2 separate regions of the Mus musculus genome follow, and region 2 is linked to region 1. Evidence: chromatin contacts called from public promoter capture Hi-C data. All regions are on one chromosome and are shown on one strand. The core of a region is the stretch at or near the end of the contact, and the rest is flanking DNA. Distances in the headings are between cores, read along the strand shown.

The links. Promoter capture Hi-C pulls out the DNA fragments that hold promoters and counts their contacts.
Region 2: a contact with region 1 is called in a promoter capture Hi-C map of embryonic stem cells, with 3 times the contacts expected there. The contact joins the promoter of Lyg1 here to the promoter of Mitd1 in region 1. A contact is called at or near these places in 14 of 39 promoter capture datasets (the 3T3-L1 cell line, 3T3-L1-derived adipocytes, the HPC-7 cell line and 8 more), 14 of 484 Hi-C or Micro-C datasets (the G1E-ER4 cell line, the HL-1 cell line, the HPC-7 cell line and 3 more), 8 of 115 datasets of contacts at active chromatin or transcription factors (the SCID.adh cell line, astrocytes, embryonic forebrain and 3 more) and 3 of 9 other capture datasets (adipose tissue, liver and pancreatic islet).

What each region holds. Positions count from the first base shown.
Region 1 is chr1:37,888,195-37,892,769 of GRCm38.p6, forward strand. It overlaps Mitd1 (MIT, microtubule interacting and transport, domain containing 1), which reads right to left and starts at 2,217. Exons shown (of 7, transcript NM_026913.3): 1 at 1,966-2,217. The coding sequence starts at 2,116. It overlaps Mrpl30 (mitochondrial ribosomal protein L30), which reads left to right and starts at 2,283. Exons shown (of 6, transcript NM_027098.3): 1 at 2,283-2,390.
Region 2 is chr1:37,955,150-37,959,724 of GRCm38.p6, forward strand. Lyg1 (lysozyme G-like 1) reads right to left here and starts at 2,610. Exons shown (of 6, transcript NM_027111.3): 1 at 2,586-2,610.

The sequences.
Region 1 (4,575 bases), core at 967-3,466:
TGCCAAATTGTTCTCTCACCTCCAGAGATATACACTGTGGCCTTCCTTTTTTTTTTTTTTTTTTTGCTAATCATAGACCTTACGGGGGCATTTTCTCAATTGAGTTTCCCACCTTTCAGGTAAATCTAGCTTGGGTCAACTTGACATAAAACTAGCTGCCATGCCTGGGGAGGAGAGCACTAGCTAACACTGACAGTACTGATACTTGGTAAGTGCTGGATAGTTTTATGTCAACTTCACATAAGCCTAAGTCATCTGAGAGGAGGAGGGGACCTCAATTAAGAAAATGCCTAGCTGAGCGTTATGACACATGTCTTTTTAATCTCAGCACTTAGGAGACAGATCTATGAGTTCAAGGTTAGCCTGGTCTACAGAGAGAGTTTGGATAGCTACGGCTACACAGAGAAACTCTGAGGAGGGGTGCCTCCATAGGTTTGGCCTCTGGCAAGCTTGTAGGGTATTTTCTTTATTGGTGATTGATGGAGAAGGGCCTAGCCCATTGTGAATGGAGCCACCCCCTGGCTGGTGGTCCTGGGTTCTATAAGAGAGCAGGCTGAGCAAGCCATGATGAACAAGCCAGCCTGCAAGCAGCACTCCTCCATGGCCTCTGCATCAGCTCCTGCCTCCAGGTTTCTTCCCTGTTTGAGTTCCTGTCCTGACTTCCTTCAATGATGTACTACAATGTGGAAGTAAATAAGCCCTTTCCTCCCCAGCTTACTTTTGGTCATGGTGTTTCATCCCAGCAACAGAAACCCTAACTAGGACAGCAAGCTAAAAAAAAAAAAGAGAGAGAGAGAGAGAGAGAGAAAAAAAAATTTTTAAGTGGAGGTATTCTCTGTGGATAGATAAAGCTGCTCCCAGAAACACAACTTACTAAACAAATAAATAGGAAAAATAAATAGATAGATAGATAGATAGATAGATACACCCCAGTGCTGAGAGTGGGCTGTGAGTTCCCCCCAAACAATACAGGATTGCCCCTGCTTTTGGATGTCCATCAAAACTCATTCATAAGACCCTATTGCTAAAGATGCCACATGCCTTGACCACAGGTCGAGAACAAACTGGAGCTGGTTGAAAGCGTCCTCCTTGTTGGATAGTACCACGGTGTTGGATGGTGCTACTCAAGCTGCTGGGGGAGAAATGTCTTACTCAGCCACTCCCTCTGTTAAAACCAACCATCTGGGAAAGATGAGCCCATTGGCGCAATCGTGGTAAATGTGGTACCCAACTGCTTTCTGATTGGATGTGAAGTCTGCTTGACAAGAGGGACTCTCATCTGGTACTTTATACCTAACTAAAAATCAAGACTGTGGCGGTCCTAGGCCCTAGGGGCCGTACTACTACTGCTGTAGTTTTATTAAATCAACATGATGTATCTGCCAAACTGCCCTCTACCTCATTATGTTTATGCCCATAGAGCAGTGCTGTAGTCCACATGGTCAGAGAAGCCTCTTCCACCAGTACCGGGTAGTGACTGCAGAGACTGACAACTGGTTGGTGCACATAGAATAAATGGCCGTGGAATGCACCCCCATCTTGAGAATGAATATATAATCATTGATGGAGGAGGGAGAGACAATTTAGTCAGTGCTGTAGTCGCTGGTAACGTGCACATAGCTCTGTAAACAAACTTCCACCCTAGTGAAACTCAATGGATCATAGTTGGGGTGAGGGCAGGAAGGTGAGCCAGAGGAAGGAGAAAAATCATGTCACAAACTGACAACAACGAAGAATAAAATTGATTCAAACGCAAGACCTATCAAGCCTTATAGATTATATTTGGTTATGCCTCTTATGGTCCTTAGCGATAACATCGGTCTATTGCAAAGGCCACCACCTCCGTTGTCCTGCAGATTATCAGAATATAACTCCTGAATTTGAATGCTTCCTGGTAGTTAGTAAGTTTCGTTTTCTTAAGTTTCCGCTCAGTCCCAGACAGAGCGGAAACCGAAACTCGCTCACCTTTCAGAACCTGCAAGAGCATGTCAATCCCCTCCTGGTAACACACCAGAGCCTGCTGGTACCGGGACTCTGCATCCAGCTCTACTGCCCGCTTTAGTACCGCCACCGCCGCAGTGCTATCGGAATCCTGTCCCAGGCTGGACTTAGCCATCACTGTGACAACTCCTGGGCACCGCCAGCAAATTCCAAGAGCTGACCCACTGCGCTTCCAGGAAGCGCACGCGTGACGCCGCTGCGCCTGCGCTGTCTTCTATGGCGCGTTGTGAATGGGCCGGGACAAAAAAAAAAAAAAACCTTTCCCGGAACCAAAGAACCGTACGGTCTGTGACGGCAACGGCGTGGTTTGAATGTTGCACTGGGTCCACCTGCCTCTGTTCCTCTCCTTCCGGCTGCGGGGACGTTCGGAGTGGACACAGCGGTCGCCGGTGAGTGCGGTCGTGGGAGCTAGAGGCTCTCTCTGCAGTTACGAAATGACTTTCTTTCTGTTTCGAGTTGGAGGTCCCGCAGACCTATTTCTTGATCTTCTGAAAGCAGCCAGGTTGTCACTTTATTCGAGTCGTGCTGCGACGCGCGTGTCTCTGAGAGTCTCACTCGTGTAGATCTAGGTCCGAGCCATCCAAGCGTCAGTGAAATTTATTATTTTTTTTTAAGAAGGCAAAACTTGCTTAATTTTAAGATGTTGCGATTTTAGAGTGCTGAGTTTTTGGAGTTGCTGTTTATTAAAGACAGTGATTTTGCAGGCCCCTGTGATTGTCACTTGTTAAAGCAGCTGCTTTTGGTGGCTGAGAGGCCGTTATGACGGCTGCCTACTACCTTTACGTCCTGGGAATTCGAAGAAGAGAGACATTTGTTGATTTCAGAGAACGCGGTTGATTGCACGGGAAATTCAGTGTTCTGTATTTTCAGGAATGTTCACTCCTCGTTATAGATATATACCTTGACCCTTTAGAAAGAGAAATTAATTAAAGAACCACTTACGAGCTGGTGTTGTAGTTTAGGGGTAAAGAGCTGTTTACGTGCATAACCATTGTAAAAAAGCAAAACAACAACAAAACTCCAGCAAACCTTTCGGGGTGAGGGAGAGGAAAAATGGTTTTGGCAGCCTTTTGTTTTTCTGTGTATACTCATATATTAACATATTAGAAAATAGAAATAGGTTATATATCCCATGTGATAAATGGTATTTTTCAGTTTATTTTTATGTGTATGGGTGTTTTGCCTGTCATATCTACACCATGTGCGTGTAGTGCCCATGGAGGCCAGAAGATAGTCAGATCCCCTGGAACTAGATAGAGTTAAAAAAACATTTGTAAGCTTCCAGGTGGTCACCGGGAATTAAATGTGGGACCTCTGGAAGAGCAGCCAGTGCTCATAACTGCTGAGCCATGTCTCCAGCCCCATTTTTCTGGTATTTGCAACAGTACAGAGGAAAGTTGTTGTACAGTAGATGGCAGTATAATTGCTTCAAGGTCCAAAAGCTACGCACATAAGAATAATGCCTACTGTATTGAAATGAGTTGCAGCTCAGAGCACTTATATTCTGTATGCAAGGCTATGGGTTCAATCCCCAGTACCTTCCCTCACCAAAAGGAAAAACAACAACAACAAAAAGCAGTTTTGATGGTGCTGCCTGCTTATATCTGAAATTAAACTTCAGCAGAGAATCTTGAGTGCCGAAGCTGCTTTGAGAGACACATCTATGACTTGAGCAGATCCAAACCAAAATATAAAGTCCTTGTCTTCTGGCACTGTCCCGTGTACAGAGTGGAGACAGCCACTAAATGGTAAACCAGCAAAGTACAATAGAACACGAGTACTCAAGTAAGGCAAGGTGCAGAAGTGCTGGCAGGGCTGTGGCTGCGAATGTTAAGCTGTTTGGTGGAGGTAGTCCTCATTCAGGACTGAAACAGCGTGATCCAGGTAGACCTGTTGACAAGAGAAGGTTTGAGCCAAAATAGGGAGAAGACCTCCAGCTTCAACTAGGTGTTGAACCCAGAAACTCATGCATGCCAGGTAAGCGTTGTACCTCTGAAACATATTCCTAGTTCCAGCTTTAATTTTTTTTAATTTATTTTTTAATAAATGAGCTTTTAGCTTTAGGCAATTTTAGATTTCAAGAGAAGTGGTGAGTGAAGCTTAGTACAGGGACCTGTACCTTCCCTGCTCAGTTTCTGCCTTTATCATCAAATATTAGTGTAGGGTGCTCAGTGCAGCTGCTGAACCAAATTGGTACGTTATTAACGTCATTTGCTTTATTAAGACAGATTTCTTTAGCTTTGTTGGGTGTCCATGTCCTATTATATTCCAGGATCCAACTCAGACACCAATGTAGTGTGTATTGTATATAATGATGATTGTGTAGCTCTTGGGTTCTTGGCCAGTTTCTCGGGTTTCTAGTTGTGATGACCTTGGCAGTTTCGAGAAGTGAGATATTTGAAAATGTGTTAATGAAGTGTTTTCCACAGTTAGGGTTACTATTGCTACGATGAAGCACCATGACCAAAAAAAGGAAGCAAGTTGGGGAGGAAAGGGTGTATTTTCCTTTGAGAGACACATCTCTCTTCTACATCATAGTCCATCACTGAGGAAGTCAGGACAGGAACTCAAGCA
Region 2 (4,575 bases), core at 1,360-3,859, 67 kb after region 1:
ATCACAGTATCTACCATGATGCTGTTCTCCCAATCTGAAGAGCTAAAGAGTAAAGGCAGCAGCAACAGGCCATCTTTGGGACATTCCTGAAGGCGAGTTCATGCTCTTCATGGCCTCTGACAGGACATCTTCTTCTCCCTGTTCCCCCCTCCCCCACTGAGCATTCTGTAATTCCCAAAGCGTTGTATCCGTGTGATGGATAAAGACCTTGTCTTCCTCAGCTCTTAACAATTGGGGGTGGGAAGTAGAAATGGAGGTCCTTGGCATTTATGGTCCCTCACTAGAGAGCAAGCTATGTCCTTGCAGGCCTCCAGCCAGCCTGGAAATGTATCAGCACCCTGGCATCTGAGAGATGAGCATGGCCCCACCTCATCATGGCCCTTATTTGATACTGTAAGAACTGAGAACTGTGCTATGTAGCTCATTAATCATGGCCTCTCACCTTAAGCTTGGTTGTTGCCCTTGCTTTGTGGCTAGCACTCTTCTCCATCCTCCATCTGGATGGGCTGATGGGCCATGCCAGCATCCTCTCTCACTCATGACTGCCTGAAACTCAGTTCTTCTCCTCACTTTTGTTTTTGTTTTTGTTTTTTGTTTTTTGAGAGAGGGTTTTTCTGTGTAGCCCTGGCTGTCCTGAAACTCACTCTGTAGACCAGGCTGATCTCGAACTCAGAAATCCACCTGCCTCTGCCTCCCAAGTGCTGGGATTAAAGGTGTGCACCACCACTGCCTGGCTTTCTCCTCACTTCTTACATATGATAAAGACCCTGCCCACTGCCTTGCAGAAGGCGTTGTGCCAATGGAGCTTAAATAAAAAATGGCAATATCGATGACAGTCATACATATAAAATGGTTCTGCAACTAGAGGTCGCATACCTAAAGAAATAAAATCTACTTTTTAGACCACAGTGTAAGACGGCAACATTCCAGATCTTTGCTTGATTTGTTTTGAGACAGGGTTTTATAGCCTGGCGTAGTACTTGCCATATAGCCCAGGCTGGCTTCAAATCTACAGTGTTCCTACAGTGTTCTGCCTACAGAGTACAGAAATTGCAGATGTGAGCTACCTTGTCCAGTTTGAATTTGTGAGACTGGGTCTTGCCTTGTAACCCAGGCTGCCCTGGAACTGAAAATCCCCTTGCTCCACCCTCCATGGTGACTGCTGGCATGGCAGGTATGTACCCACGTATCATTTAACCTGTGTCTCAGACTGCATTTTCCCATGGCCTGTGATCTCATGCACTTGTTGAGTTTGGGTTATGAGGAAACCCAAACTAGGGAAAACATAGAAGGTTTGAGAAAGACTTTTTCCTCATTGTTGGCAAATTCATAATCGCTCCCTTTGCCATGGAGACTGTCTGAAGGGGGCTTCTTCTGTCTGTGTACCTCTGTTCTTGCTCTTCCTCATTTTTTCTGAGTTAAGAAATCTGGGAAGACCATCATCCCTGTGTGAGCCCAGGAATATTTCCTTCTGAACAAATATCTAATAAAAAAGATCCTGGCTTCCTCCATCATAGAATCTTAAAATACATCTGACTTTTAATGCTAATAGCCAAAACTTAAACTGTTAGACCCCCTAGTGTTAGCTCTTTCACAGCTTCCAAGAAAAGAAAGGCTCTTCTATAGACATGCACACACACCCCACCCCCAAGACACCACACGAGCTTGTCTGGGTCAATGTTTTATCCTCAAGATTGAAAGTGGGAAAGGACAGGGGCTTGCCATCTGGCAAAGTACCAACACTTCAGTCCTTCAGCCTTGAAAGAACAAGAAAGACCTTCTCTTTGATCTATTGCCAACAGAAAGAGGACAGGAGGCACATGGTTCTGCAAGCTTGCCCTCAGCAGCCTGCAGCCCGAGGAAATCCTGTAATCTTTCAGGGACCCCAACCCAGGCAAACCCAGGATTCATGGCTTTGGCATAGAGAAGCATTTTAGGACCAGACTGTATGAAGCAGAGTTGCTGATTTTTAAGGGCAATATTTTAAGCATAAGGAAAGAGGCACTCGGGAAGAAAATAAGACATTTCATATTCACTTCCCCTCAGGAAGTGAGTGAAGCAGTTGTTGACTGTGCTGGCAAGAGACCTCAGCCAGACTCTGAAGCAAGGGACTTCAGTCCCTCCCTATTCATGGCCCATAGTTTTCCCCATCTTTCTTCATGGCCCCAGTATTGCTGTTAGTGTTAAATGAGCACATATTTCTGTCCTGCTGTTTGAGGTCTTGCACATGTGCACATATTCAAAAGAAGCCCTACATGTGCACATATTCAAAAGAAGCCCTACATGTGCACTGAGAGAAATAATAAGTTTGTATAATGATTGTAAATGAATAGAAAGAATTATTCTATCATCTTAACTTTTCTAAAACGTGATCTTTTCTTGCAAGATCCTTAAGTTTCATTTGGTTCAATCTTATTTACTCAGAAGCAGAGACACAATCATTGTCAATTGATTAACATATCCTGGAAGTTTCCATCTAAATAGATAAATAAACCCAGGGTTGGCTAATCACCATTCAATTAGCATATCCTAAAATTTTCGTTCCGAGTAAGCTCAGTACAAGTCCAGGGTTGGTTCCCACTCACCTGTCTTCAGTCAGCTCCTCTTCCTAGAGACGGTCAGTGCTCGGAACCTTATATAGGGTCTCATCTTGCTGCTTCTTCTTAAAAGTGCTGACCTCATCTTATTATAAGATTTACAGCTAAATCTCATAAATTATAGTAATAATCATAATTATAAATACTTTGAACTCATATGGGGATTTATTCAAGAATGTCCTGGCATTCTGCACCCATCAACCAATTAGCTCTTTACCACACCTTGGAGGACAAATCATAATTGCAGGTTCTTGATGGAATGCAAAGGTCCGACATCTGTCTTTATTCACACCCATTTATTGTCATGTAAGGAATCAAGAAAGGGAGGGATGGAGAAAGAGAGAGGAGGGATATTGAGGCAGGAAAAGACAGAGAAGAAGGAGAAAAGGCTGAAAGAAGAAAGAAAGGATGAGAGGGAGAGAGGGGAGAAAGGGAGGGAGGAAGGGGAGAAAGGGAGAGGAAGGGAGAAGAAGGGAGAAGAAGGGAGGGAGGGAGAGAGGAAGGGAGAGGGAGGGGAGGAAGAAGGGAAGAAGGAGGGAGGGAATCTGGATTTTCATAAACTCCTAGTCCATACTTGGGACTAGTAGAGCTTCCTGTTAAGGAGTTTACAGTTCAGCATCCCCAGCTCAGAATCTGTTGTTCTATCCACGACTGAGATAGTTTGAGTCTAAGCTCCAATACCAGGAAGCGAGGTGAGCCCCAGGAGGTGGAGAGGCAGAAGCGCATGAGAGGAACCATAGGCAGATAAGACACACTTCATCCACCAGCATCCAGGCTGTTGGGCAGGCAGACAGCAGCAAGCACCCTGGCACATACAGCCATGTAGTCCAGCACACTGGCCATACATGGTAGACACAGGCTTACAGACAGACACAAACAGGCAGACTGGTGAAGGTGAGGGAGAAGGTCTCTGACCTCAAGGCCATTTTTATACAGATTTACCCAAAAGTGGCGTTCTCCCAGGAATAGTTACATAAGAGATTGTGTTACTGCTTACTTCGAGGTTCCCTGGACATCCAGTGTCTGCTTTTTTTTTTTTTTCTGGCTCACAGCCCCCAAGTCCAGTGTTAGCCATCTTGGCCATGCCAGATATCCACATCAGCACCATGTTCTCTATATTCTTGTTGGTTGTTTTGCTTTTCAAAACAGGGTTTTTCTGTATAACAGCCCTAGCTGGCCTGGAATTTGCTTTGTAGACCAGGCTGGCCTCGAACTTAGAGATCTGCATGTCTCTGCTTCCCGAGTACTGGGATTAAAGGTGAGTGCCACCATGCCTGGGTATACTCTACCCTCTTTAGACAACAATTGCTTTATGAGAGCAGGCTCATAAAGGTGTTGTCTGGGCCCATAACCCACATAGCAGTAGAGAGAACATCTAGTTTTCCAGGATTTCTTTCTGTCTGTGATAAAGTACCCTGACCCAATGCAACCTGGGAAGGAAGGAGATTGAAGGTGCGTCAGGAACTAGGGCAGAAGCTATAGAGGAACTGGCTTGGTTCCCCAACCATGCTCAGCAACCTTTCTTAGACAGCCTATGAGCCTAGGGATGACACTGCCCACAGTGGGGTAGGCTCTGGGACATCCTCATAGACTCCAGGCTATGTCAGATGAACAGATGAAGCCGTTGGGGGCAGATGGCAGGGCCACAGGCTAGGACACTGAAGGATATAGACTTGAACATTTGGCTTTTCTGAATTCTTACATCCGAGAAGTGAGTATGAGATTGCATGGTTCCTCCTCATCATTGGAGCCAAAAAAGGCGGGGTATCGGGCACATCATTGAAAACCAGATCCCGGAGAGGATCCAGGGCCTTCTCTCTATTTTGTTCAGAAGCAGTAACTAGGACACACAAGCAATTAAAATTTTTATTACAGTGTGGGGAAATTTAGGAATTCTCTGGCCCCAGCTACAAAGACAGCACACCATCAACACCAAGGGCATGCTGGCGTCCTAGAAATGTGTCTCTGGTCAGTAGCC